Regions from separate parts of the Pan troglodytes genome. Here region 2 is linked to region 1. Evidence: chromatin contacts called from public Hi-C data. All regions are on one chromosome and are shown on one strand. The core of a region is the stretch at or near the end of the contact, and the rest is flanking DNA. Distances in the headings are between cores, read along the strand shown.

The links. Hi-C and Micro-C count contacts between places; a contact is called where the count stands out from the background.
Region 2: a contact with region 1 is called in a Hi-C map of stem cell-derived neural progenitor cells, with 6 times the contacts expected there. The contact joins the promoter of SPIN1 here to the promoter of S1PR3 in region 1. A contact is called at or near these places in 1 of 7 Hi-C or Micro-C datasets (stem cell-derived neural progenitor cells) and 1 of 1 datasets of contacts at active chromatin or transcription factors (stem cell-derived excitatory neurons).

Annotation. Positions count from the first base shown.
Region 1 is chr11:49,473,766-49,479,917 of NHGRI_mPanTro3-v2.0_pri, reverse strand. S1PR3 (sphingosine-1-phosphate receptor 3) reads left to right here and starts at 3,797. Exons shown (of 1, transcript XM_054658249.2): 1 at 3,797-6,152. The coding sequence starts at 3,898. The coding sequence ends at 5,034.
Region 2 is chr11:50,089,212-50,095,363 of NHGRI_mPanTro3-v2.0_pri, reverse strand. SPIN1 (spindlin 1) reads left to right here and starts at 3,832. Exons shown (of 6, transcript XM_016961098.4): 1 at 3,832-3,948.

The DNA of each region.
Region 1 (6,152 bases), core at 2,548-5,047:
CTGGTTATTAGTTTTTAATTGTTTGCTTGTTTTCTGCTCTGATCAATTTTTGTATAAGCCGTGGGTCTATTCACCCTCTTCTCTCCATTCCCGGGAGCAAGTCCAGTTCTGGCTGTTGGATGCATGGCAAAAGCAAAGGTGTGGAGAAGGTTCAGAGGAGACAGGACACGTATAAAATGGTAGGGTCAGGTTGTCATGGGGGAAACTGAGGCACAGGAGGCAAGCTGAGTTAGTACAAGAACAGTCTGAATTATAATGACATGCCGGTATTGCCTAAAAGGATGAGGAACATGGAGCTGTACTTGAATCCCTACCTGAGCTGGGGAAAAGGGGCCTCAGGAATCACTGACATTGGAACCAAGGTTTGTCTGCAGCTTGTCGGTTTCTGGGACAGAAACCCAACCTACTGGAGTGGGTATCCCAGCGATCTGTAGGATAAACCAGGACACTGTGGTGTCATGGACAGCTGGCTGTCTGCCAGGTGATGGCCCCTCTGGTTGCAATGTGAGCCAGGCAGGTCATCCATTTGGCAGCATGGTGAGGGCTCTGGCCCCAGTTGCTATGGGAGGGAGGATGCTGGCACAGGGTACTGTTCACAGACTGCCTTTGCTCCATGCCTTTTCCATGAGCATGAGTGGCTGTTCATGTGGGAAACGGCAGAGCCCTCGCGGCCCCCATCAGCACTGTGCAGTGGTACTGGAGGTGGCAGGAGACAGCCTGATGGCCCAGGTTGTCCTCATACCTGGCTTCATGCCAGGGTGCATGCCAGGCATAACACATGTGTCCCTGAGAGGCCCCTGATCAGGGGTGGAAACCCAGCAAAGTGAAAATCAGAAATAGTGATTCTCCAGTCCCTGTTCACAGATAAAGAAAGAAAGAAATAATAAGCAATACTAGGCCTGGTGTGGTAGTTCACACCTGTAATCCCAGCACTTTGGGAGGCCAAGGCAGGCGGATCACTTGAGGTCAGGAGTTCAAGACCAGCCTGGCCAACATGGTGAAACCCCGTCTCTACTAAAAATACAAATATTAGCCGGGCATGGTGGCAGGCGCCTGTAGTCCCAGCTACTCAGGAGGCTGAGGCAGGAGAATCGCTTGAACCCGGGAGGTGGAGGGTGTGGTGAGCCGGGATCACGCCGCTGCACTCCAGCCTGGGTGACAGAATGAGACTCCATCCCAAAAACAAAACAAAACAAAACAAACAAACAAAAACAACTAAAAGGACAGTATCTTTTTAGCACCCATCAGTGTACAGGATGCTGGGGAGGGTACTGTGAACTTACCCATGGTGAAAGTCCCTGTGTTAATGGATAAGCTCAGTGCTCAGAAAATGCTGCTGACTATGGTATTGCCCCATTTAAAGAGACAGTTCGCAGTACTTTTTCAGAAGTGGCATGCAGCCTCAGAGAAAAGTCACCAGGGGCTGGGATGATTCCAGAAAATGTTACAGAGCAAGTGGAATTTGACTTGAGGCTTGAAGGATGGGCAAGATTTAAATAAAATTCAGAAATGGTAGAGAGGGAGGGGCTGGGGGGAAGGCTGCCCACTGGACTGTCCTGTTTGCCTCCAGGAGAACCTACAGGCAAGACATGGTCTCTTCTCAGGTGAATGGGAAGCCAAGTAGGGCTGGCATGGGTGAGCCACAGCTCGAGGAGGCAGGCCCAGGGCCCTGCGCTGCCTGTCATGGCTCATGAGTGATGGGAGAGATCTGGGCAGGCAACCTCCTCTCATCCTGCATCATCAGCCTGGACTTGGAACTTGGCTGCTTTTTCTTTCTGCAGTTAGCAGAGGGCCTTGGCCAACACATAAGCCTTTCTGCCAGCACTTGGCATTCCAGCTGACCTCGACCCAAGGCCTCTGTGACTTCAGGAGGCGGCAGCTGGGAAGGGTCAGGGCAGTTCCAGGCAGAGCACAGACGTCAGCTCAGACATCCCACCCCCCGCCAACCCCCCGCCCCCGGGGTTTCCAGAACAACCAACACCACCAAGCTCCAGGACACTGGAAAAAAAATCTTTGCAAAGAAGCAAGGGGCCATCTCAGAAAATCCAGGTCCCCCAAATTGATGTAGGGAGAGGAGGGCTTTGACAGCATTCAGCACTCCAGAGGGTCACGAGGATACAGAAACCATTTGGAGCCACCTCTGCTTCTCAGCCCCACCCAGGCAAGCCCTGGATCTTCAAGGGACTGATTTGTACCTGGGAATAAACTCATGCGTGGATGAGATTCAGAGTCAATCACACCCTAAAATGCAGAGCCCATAGTATTGGTGAGTTGTTCATGTGTCTCTGAAGCAAATTTAGGGCTGCGGTTCAAACATCGTAAAAGTTAAAAAAAATTCACTGGATACACACAGTAGGCTCTTTTAAATTAGCCTCATTTGAACTTAATTACATATTTAAATACTCAAATAATAAATGATGGCTGGGTGCTGTGTCTCATGCCTGTAATCCCAGCACTTTGGGAGTCTGAGGCAGGCTGATCACTTGAGGTCAGGAGTTCGAGCCCAGCCTGGCCAACATGGTGAAACCCCGTCTCTACTAAAAATACAAAAATTAGCCACGCATGGTGGCGGGTGCCTGTAATCCCAGCTACTTGGGAGGCTGAGGCAGCAGAAGCACTTGAACCCAGGAGGCAGAGGTTGCAATGAGCCGAGATCGTGCCACTGCATTCCAGCCTGGGTGACAGAGCAACACTGCGTCTCAAAAGAAAATTTTTTTTTAATAAAAATAAAAAATAAAATAAAATAAGTGAGTCCACTGAAAGCGATTTCTACCTTGATAGTTGGGTGTGTGGCGTCATCAATATCACAGAAGGCTGATCGATATTACCAGGTGTGGTTGAGTGCAAGTGTTTGAGGTCTTGTGGGGGAAGAGTTTGGAATTCAGAATCCATTGAGGCCTTCACTCACCACTTTCCCTCTCTCGCAGTGTTCCCAAATGTGCCACTTTTCTGTTGGCTCACATGCACCCATGCTCTATTTGATATTCAGGTCTCTGAATTTCAAGCCAGACTCAGTGTGATTGTCACTGCTTTCCTGTCCTTCCTTTATCATCTGTAGACTTGGGTCCCGTTTTTGCAGGTTGATGTTCTGTCTTCGCTGGGCTCTGGACTCACTGCTCACGAGTGCGGTGTCTGCATGGGCACTGCTCAGACATGCACTGTTGGTCCCTCGATGGCTGCATGGTCAGGCCTCAGGGCTCTCTGCCAGGCCGACCTACAGCCCATACAGACCTGATTTCTGGGCCTGGATCCAGGGGACGCCATCTGGGAAGTGCGGGAGCTTCCCACGATGTCACTGTAAAACTCACCAGGGAGGTTTTAGAAATTGAGCCGGCATCATTCAGATTCCATCCTGCTTTTTGGTCCTGAGAAAATCCTGCTTTTCCCTGAGTAACTGGGATAATGGGTCACCAGCTCCCATGCCCTAGATGAGGACTAGTTAGCATTTTCTAGTTCCTGGAGATTTCCAGATGTAAGCTGTACTTGGGTCTGTGTATCTTTGTTACAGGATTCAATAATTCATGCACTGAATTTCCCTTCCCGGCAACTCCAGACACCAAATCGCTTCCCATGGTGTCCCCCAATCACTTAGGAATTTAGCCTGTGTCTAAAGACCCTCTCTGCAGCCTGACGTGGCTAGCCATCCCAGTACTTCCACGTTTTTCATGCCTTTCTCCAACAGCGTTGCCGTGGCCCCGTAGGCGGCGATCGTTTTATCAATGGTCGCTCCCTCTTTTTATCTGTTGGCAGGAGCCCTTTTTCAACGCCCTCGCTGGAGTCTGGCCTGCACGCCTTGCTGACTGAAGCCGGAACCTCAGCCCCGCTTCCCTTTGAAATGAATGTTCCTGGGGCGCCCTCTCGTGGATTTTGGAGCTAATCGTCTGTGAATGCCAAGTGATGGCAACTGCCCTCCCGCCGCGTCTCCAGCCGGTGCGGGGGAACGAGACCCTGCGGGAGCATTACCAGTACGTGGGGAAGTTGGCGGGCAGGCTGAAGGAGGCCTCCGAGGGCAGCACGCTCACCACCGTGCTCTTCTTGGTCATCTGCAGCTTCATCGTCTTGGAGAACCTGATGGTTTTGATTGCCATCTGGAAAAACAATAAATTTCACAACCGCATGTACTTTTTCATTGGCAACCTGGCTCTCTGCGACCTGCTGGCCGGCATCGCTTACAAGGTCAACATTCTGATGTCTGGCAAGAAGACGTTCAGCCTGTCTCCCACGGTCTGGTTCCTCAGGGAGGGCAGTATGTTCGTGGCCCTTGGGGCGTCCACCTGCAGCTTACTGGCCATCGCCATCGAGCGGCACTTGACAATGATCAAAATGAGGCCTTACGACGCCAACAAGAGGCACCGCGTCTTCCTCCTGATCGGGATGTGCTGGCTCATTGCCTTCACGCTGGGCGCCCTGCCCATTCTGGGCTGGAACTGCCTGCACAATCTCCCTGACTGCTCTACCATCCTGCCCCTCTACTCCAAGAAGTACATTGCCTTCTGCATCAGCATCTTCACGGCCATCCTGGTGACCATCGTGATCCTCTACGCACGCATCTACTTCCTGGTGAAGTCCAGCAGCCGTAAGGTGGCCAACCACAACAACTCAGAGCGGTCCATGGCACTGCTGCGGACCGTGGTGATTGTGGTGAGCGTGTTCATCGCCTGCTGGTCCCCACTCTTCATCCTCTTCCTCATTGATGTGGCCTGCAGGGTGCAGGCGTGCCCCGTCCTCTTCAAGGCTCAGTGGTTCATCGTGTTGGCTGTGCTCAACTCGGCCATGAACCCGGTCATCTACACGCTGGCCAGCAAGGAGATGCGGCGGGCCTTCTTCCGTCTGGTCTGCAACTGCCTGGTCAGGGGACGGGGGGCCCGCGCCTCACCCATCCAGCCTGCGCTCGACCCAAGCAGAAGTAAATCAAGCAGCAGCAACAATAGCAGCCACTCTCCGAAGGTCAAGGAAGACCTGCCCCACACAGCCCCCTCATCCTGCATCATGGACAAGAACGCAGCACTTCAGAATGGGATCTTCTGCAACTGATCGTCTCCATGAGCCCTGCTCTGCGGCTGTGTTCTTATTTATTGCATGCGTCGCTTCCACAGGAGCCCCTCGAGAGCTGTGACTCGGGAGATCTACCTTACTTTGACCAACAGCCTGCCCAGTGTGGATGTCTCTTACAGAGGGGGCCCAAGGAATCACCACCCCGTTTCAGTGTAAACAACGTGCCTTGTCCACTTTGGGCTCCAGAGTCTTTCAGATGTACTAAGCTGCTGACATCATCCACTGCCTTCTGCTGCATCCTAGACACCCTCCCTGTTGTTCACAGAGAGGGAAGGTCGTGGGCCACACAATGCTGTGTGATTCTCCGTGTGCCTCTGAATGGTGTTTTGATGATTTTACACTACATTTCCTGTGCGTAGAATGGATGCTTGTATATTCGTACATCTCTATGTTACACAGAATTTGTGTTGCAGGTGTTTGCCATGTGGTACCTACATAGAATCTCCATACAACACACAGGTAACAGGTTATACAAGTGGGTTCAGACTGAACCCCCAGTACAAGGACATTGTTTTGAACTAGGTGGACATGCCATCCCTGGTCTCCTTAGACTGACATGAATCTCATGTTAACCAAGTTTTAAAAGTTCAAATTCCCCAAAAAGGCTTGTCCAAGGCTGGCCCCAGATGTGTGGGTCTGACCCACACCAGCCCTGTGTCCTGTCCTTTCAGTCATTTGTCCCTGCGTAATTTTAATCATATTCCAAAGCCCAATTATGTGATGGTTTTCAGGTTTCTGCAAATTACAGAAGAGCCAGCCAAGATCACCCAGGAGCTTGTGCCCCCAGATGGGCCAAAGAAAGAGCCTATGAAGGAGAAGCAGAAGCGGACGGCTGGCCTGGCTCACCTTCCCACGCCAGTGGGGCAGGGGTCTGCTTCAGGAAATGGAAGCTGTCCAGGAAATGAGCAGAGATTCACAAGACAGCACTTTGATTCTATGTTGAGTTTGTTTTTATATTAGAAAAGCAGCAAGTCAGTAATCCCCTGTGGCATCACAGCTAAGTAGCTGTGGCCACCGGCAGTTTCACAGCGTCCTGAAAGCTGGCACTGATTGTGACTATCAGTGAAAGAAGTTTAATTTTCAGGTTAGAAAATGTG
Region 2 (6,152 bases), core at 2,583-5,082, 620 kb before region 1:
TTTTTTTGTATTTTTAGTAGAGAAGGGGTTTCACCATGTTGGTCAGGCTGGTCTCGAACTCCTGACCTCAGGTGATCTGCCCACCTCTGCCTCCCAAAGTGTTGGGATTATAGGCACGAGCCACCGCGCCCAGCCGGCCAAGGTTTTTAACATGCCAATTTGTATTTAATAAGCTTGCTATAGGAGGAAAAATATATGTAGAACCTTTGATCCAATCTCTAGAAGTTGAGTATGGTGGAGAAACTGCAGAGAAATTAACTATATGCCACAGTTGGTGGTGCATGCTTGTAGCCCCAGCTATTCAGGAAGCCAAGGTGAAGGACGGACAGTTCAAGCCAGGCCTGGGCGAAATAGCAAGACTCCTTCTCCAAAATATAACAAAAGCAAAATAAAAGAAATTTGCTATATAGGTAAGTTTCTCAAAACATTTCATTAGCAAGTTGGAGGACAGCAGGAGCTGCCTGGCAAGTTGAATCAATGTGTCTTAGTATCCTAGAAATTCAAAAATTAACTTGAATTCTATTTTTCCAATTTTTTATTTTGAAAAGTTCGTTTTCCAGAAAAGTTGAAAAAACTGCACAGTAACACACCTAGACTCATCACTTAGATCCACCAACTATTAACAGTTTGTTACATTTGCTTTACCTCCATATAAAATACATCAGTCTCTGGGGCATTTATATGTCAGTTGTAGCCATCAGGTCTCTTGTCTAATGATTCAGCACTAACATCCTAAGAACTAGGGCATTCTTGTAAATAGCCACTGTCACACTGAAAAATCTAATGATGATACAATAATACTGTCTAATATATAGTCCATATATAACTACAAAGTTCCCCAGTTGTCCCTCAAATCTCTCTCACAGCTTTTTTGCCTTCAATGCAGTGCTGCATCAGGGGTCACTTAATGGACCGACCCAGTTGTGTTATCTGTCTGGACCAATTCCCTAGCTTGACTTTTTTTAGAGTGTAGTGCAGGGAAATTGTTTTGCTGAATGTCTTCCAACCTGGATTTTTCTTATTTTTTTTTCCAACTTTGATTAGATTCACTTAAACATTTTTGGCAGCTATACATGGGTAATATAAAAACCCATTTGTGACATTCTAATGAGCTAATTAGCAAGGCCTTAGATGCAGCTGAGATATGTACCACTCTAGAGTGTGACCTTTACTGATACAGGGCTGGGTGGCATTACTGGACTGTGCATTCTTTTATTTTTAATTTTTTTTTTTTGAGATGGAGTCTCACTCTTGTTGTCCAGGCTGGAGTGCAGTGGTGCAATCTCGGCTCACTGTAACCCCTGCCTCCTGGGTTCAAGCGATTCTCCTGCCTCAGCCTCCTAAATAGCTCGGATTACTGGTGCCTGCCACCATGGCTGGCTAATTTTTATATTTTTAGTAGAAATGGGGTTTCACCATGTTGGCCAGGCTGGTCTAGAACTCCTGACCTCAAGTGATCTGCCTGCCTCGGCCTCCCAAAGTGCTGGGATTACAGGCGTGAGCCATTGCAGCTGGCCAGCCTTTGTTTCATTTTAAAAAATTTTATTTATTTATTGTACAGTTGGGGTCTTGCTATGTTGTCCAGGCTGGTCCTGAACTCCTGGGCTCAAGCCATCCTCCCACCTTGGCCTCCCAAAGTGCCGGTATTACAGGCATGAGCCACAATCCTGTGTATTTTTTTTTTGAGATGGAGTTTGACTCCGTCACCCAGGCTGGAGTGCAGTGGCACAGTTCTCGACTCACTGCAAACCCTGCCTCCTGGGTTCAAGCGATTCTCCTGCCTCAGTCTCTGGAGCAGCTGGGATTACAGGCGTGCACCACCACGCCTCGCTAATTTTTGTATTTTTAGCAGAGATGGGGTTTCACTGTGTTGGCCAGGCTGGTCTCAAACTCCTGACCTCAAGTGAACCACTTGCCTCGGCCTCCCAAAGTGCTGGGATTACAGGTGAGAGCCACTGTTCTTGGCCTTTTAAAAATTTTTAAAAATTTTATTTATTTTAGAGTTGGGGTCTTGCTATGTTGCCCAGGCTGGTCTCGAACTCCTGGGCTCAAGCCATCCTCCAGCCTCAGCCTCCCAAAGTGTTGGGATTACAGGTGTAAACCACAGTCCTGTGTATTCTCAATAGCTCCCAATGTGATCATCACTAGTGGCAAATTTTAAGTCAGGGGTTGGGGACGGAGATGGAGGTGGGGCTACATATTTGACTTTGAAGACGTTTTCCGTGAATTTTGGAGGAGTGTGTGTGCTACTGGCATCTAGTGGGTGGAGGCCAGGGATGCTGTCAAACATCCTACAAAGTATGGAACAGACCTCACATGAAAGGATTATCCCATCCCAAAAGCCAACACTGCTGAGGTGGAGAAACCCAGGGATCTCACCAATGAGATGAAATTTTCCAACCAGCAGACTTCTTGGCACCTACCTTCTTCCCATCCCTCTTTGTTTCGGAGATGACCCCACTATAAGACATTAAACAGGCCAGGCGCGGTGGCTCACGCCTGTAATCCTAGCACTTCAGGAGGCCGAGGCCAGCGGATTGCTGGAGGCCAGGAGTTTGAGACCGGCCTGGCCAACATGGCGAAACCCCGTCTCTACTAAAAATATTTTTAAAAATTAGCTGGACATGGTGGTGCGCGCCTGTAATCCCAGCTACTCGGGAGGCTGAAATGTGAGGATTGCTTGAACCCAGGAAGCGGAGGTTGCAGTGGGCCGAGATCATGCCACTGCACTGCAGCCTGGGGAACAGAGTGAGACTCCGTCTAAAAAAACAAAAAAGACATTAAATACACAAATGAAAGTGAGTAATTTCTCAACACTTGGTAACTTGTAAGTACAGCGATACACTTTTATATCTCAGTTTTGAAATTAGCCCTCTAGTTGGCCTGTGAACGTCCCATGCCTGCCAAGTGTGTCATCTGAGACAAGCACTTCAATTTGTTTGAGCAGGCATCTATCATTCTTATTTGTTAGAAAAGGTGCCAGTGAAACCCCAAAGAGTATTGCTAACTAATAACTGTGCTGCAGTTTAGAGTGTTCAAGGTGGTTTCCAGTAACATGTTCTGAAATTTGATCTGACAACGCTTTGGGAGGCGGTTTATTATGATGAGGCTGCGCTGTCGCACTCGAGGAACCGGGTCAGTGACCTGCTCCAGGACACGGGACTGGCGGGGAGGGGAGAGCGCCTGGACTCAGCCTCCAAGTCCCGCACTCGACTCTGCAGGAGTAAAAACTATTCTTGATCCTACCTCTCTCCCTTCTGCAAACAAGCAACAAAATGCTGAAAAGGCATCTTAACTGAAACGGAAGTCAAATGAATTCGCGTGCGATCATGGGAATTTTTGGCTCCTAACCTTGCGAGTAGAGCTGGGTGAGTTCCATTTGTGGTGGGGGAGTGGAAACAGGTTTCTGGGCTTGCAGAAGCCACATCCCGTCCCCACACAACCTAGGCCAGGCCAGGTGAGGCTCCGGGGCTCCAGCTAACCTGAGCTACCTGGGCTGGGCTTTGTGCGGGGAGGCAGCAAGCGGGGTGAGCGGGCGACGACGCCGGCCTCTACGTAGTGCGGTGGTGAAGACGTCTCTTCCAGGGAGTCACAGGAAGCAAATCCATCCTTTTAAAGGGCTCGCGTCCCGCGGCCCTGAACCGGCGCGCTGGAGCAGTAATGCGACGTTCTCCGAGGTTCAAGGCTCACGGCCCAGCCCTGTGATCCAGTTTCCTCAGTCTTCGCGGTGTGCACCACTCTGGACGACTTGCGGCTTACGTCCAGGACAAAGGGGGCTTGTCCTTTCTTCAACGTCCTACTGCGCAAAAACGAAGCCCTTCTCAGGCTGCCTGCCTTCCGGGAAAAGCTGCGCCCCGTCAGGAACCTGTGCCCCGCGCGCCTGCCGCCGCCCATTCCCGGCGCGCACCTGGCAGTCCCCGGCTCGAGCCCCGCCCTGCCGCCAGCCAGGTGAGAGGGGCCAGGCCCCGCCCCCGCCGGCCCCGCCCCGCCCCACTGCGCCTGCGCAGTCGGCCGTCGGCGCCAGGCGCCGGGGCGGCGCGGCCGTCGCAGTTCGGCGGGCGCAGTGCGCGTGCGCTCTGACTGTTGGGGGGCGGGCGGCGTCCGCGGCGAGGGAGCGGGGGCGGGGAGGCGCCGTCTGGCTCAGGCTGGGGCCAGCGGGAGCGCGAACGAGCGACGGCGGTACCCGTGGGCCTGTGGACTGCAGCCTCGGCGGTCACCAGGTGAGGCTCGCGCAGGGCGGGCGTGGGTCGTGAGGGGGTGCGGGCTGCGGGCGGGCCAGCGGTGCGGCGGTCTGCCCGGGGGCGCAGGTGAGCGCGGCCAGCGCGGGGCCCGGCGGAGCATTGTCCAGCGGGCGGCGCCCGCATAGCGCCCCCTGCCGGCCGGGCCGCGGCGGGGACCCGGGCTGGGCGGGCCTGGGCCTCGGGGCGGGCGCGCGCTCCTTTGTTCGCCGGCCCCCACTCCTCCGTCCCCCCATCCCCGCCGCCCCCCGCCAACATGGCCGCCACCCTCCCGTCCCCAGTTCCCCGGCCGCCGCCGGCCCCTTAGCGCGCGCTTTGTTTGGAGCCGGGCGGGGAGGCCGGCGGGCAGGGGGCGGCGGCGCTGCGCAGTCGGGCGCGGGGAGGGGGCGCTGCGCCAGAATGCAGGCGGGGAGGGGGAACGTTGCATAATCCCGGGCTGGCGACGGGGGCGGGGCGGGGGGAGGGGCGGGACCCCGGCGCGGCGGGTCGGGTCACCCCGGGGACGCGGGCCTGCCCTGGGGCCACCTCTCCCAGGCCCGGGGGATGGCCGCGGACCTTGTAAGTTGCAGGCTCCGCGGTTCGCGGCGCCGGAACGCCCACCGGCCAGTCCTCGCGCCCGCGCAGCCCCTTTCCTGATGCGCCGTCTCTTCGCCGCCCTCCGTGGGGGCGCGGCGAACGGGTTGCGTGCTCTGGAGAGAGACAGGCACTTTTCCTCTCCATCGTGAGTGACCTTGGGTGTATTCGTCAAGGAATGTGTTGAAACGAATTGTGCGATGCGGGAACTGCGCAGCGCCTCGGGTTTGGCTTTCTCGAGCATCTTATTGCATTGATTGTGCGTTCTCGATTTTACAGAGGTTCGTTTTGAGTAATGGCTTCAGTAATGTCATCGTATACGCATTTCAAAGTTTGTTTACGCAATTGTTTTTACATTTATTCTCTTTTTACTTATAATTTTTGAATCAGATTTTGTGTTTTGGAGAGATTTTCCGTACGTGGTGGAAGTGTTTTCACTCATGGTAAATATGGATTGTTTGGCAATTTTATCACGTTAATCACAAAACAATACCAGGAACATTTAAATGTCTTAAAGGATTTCACTCTACATGACTTGTGCCAGAGACGACACACGTACCAAAACGCGATTACCTGTCTTAACTTTTTTTCTGTTGGAATTTTCTGGAAGGAATTCCATGCAATCCGAAAGGATTAATGGAGGGTACAGTAATTGCTTTCTACATCGCTTTTGTTAAGCAGTGAAAATTAAACTTGGAGATTTATACCTAGATACACTGAGTTTTTTTAACACTCTTTTGAAGTGAAATTTTGGAAAGGGCAGGTGAAATGAGGCTTCTTCCAACCTCCCCACTCTCCCCCCTCAGCTTTAGTTAAAAGGCAAACACCAAAATATTGTAGTACCTGGTAATTTACAGAACGTTCGTTATCAGATTTGATAATTATATATTAAGGTTGTAAAGAATGTGTATGCCAGAATTATAGGTAGTAGATCCTAGATTCTTAGGAAAAATAGAGTTTCTTTATAATCTTTTGAGTAGCGAAATGGTTACTTTTGCAATGGTTATGAATTGGGTCAAGGCAAAAGGGCCAGTATATGTCTTCAGTCATCTTTCTATGCCTGAAATCCAGGAAACAGTGAAAATGGATGTTCCCTGGAACAGCCATTGCGATGCCATATGTTGGTCATTGGTGTCCTTACAGTGTATCTCAGATAATTGTGTGTCTCCCTTACTTGTGAACTGAGGGGTCACAATATTGATGTGCCTGATGTGTGCCCCTCTGCATTTCGTGGGTAGTGTCTCAAATTTGGCTATCATATTGATGAGAGTTATTAATTTGGTTTTAACTGCCAGAGGTTTAGGTGGTTTTCACTTCCAGTGACTTACCTGATTGCACATA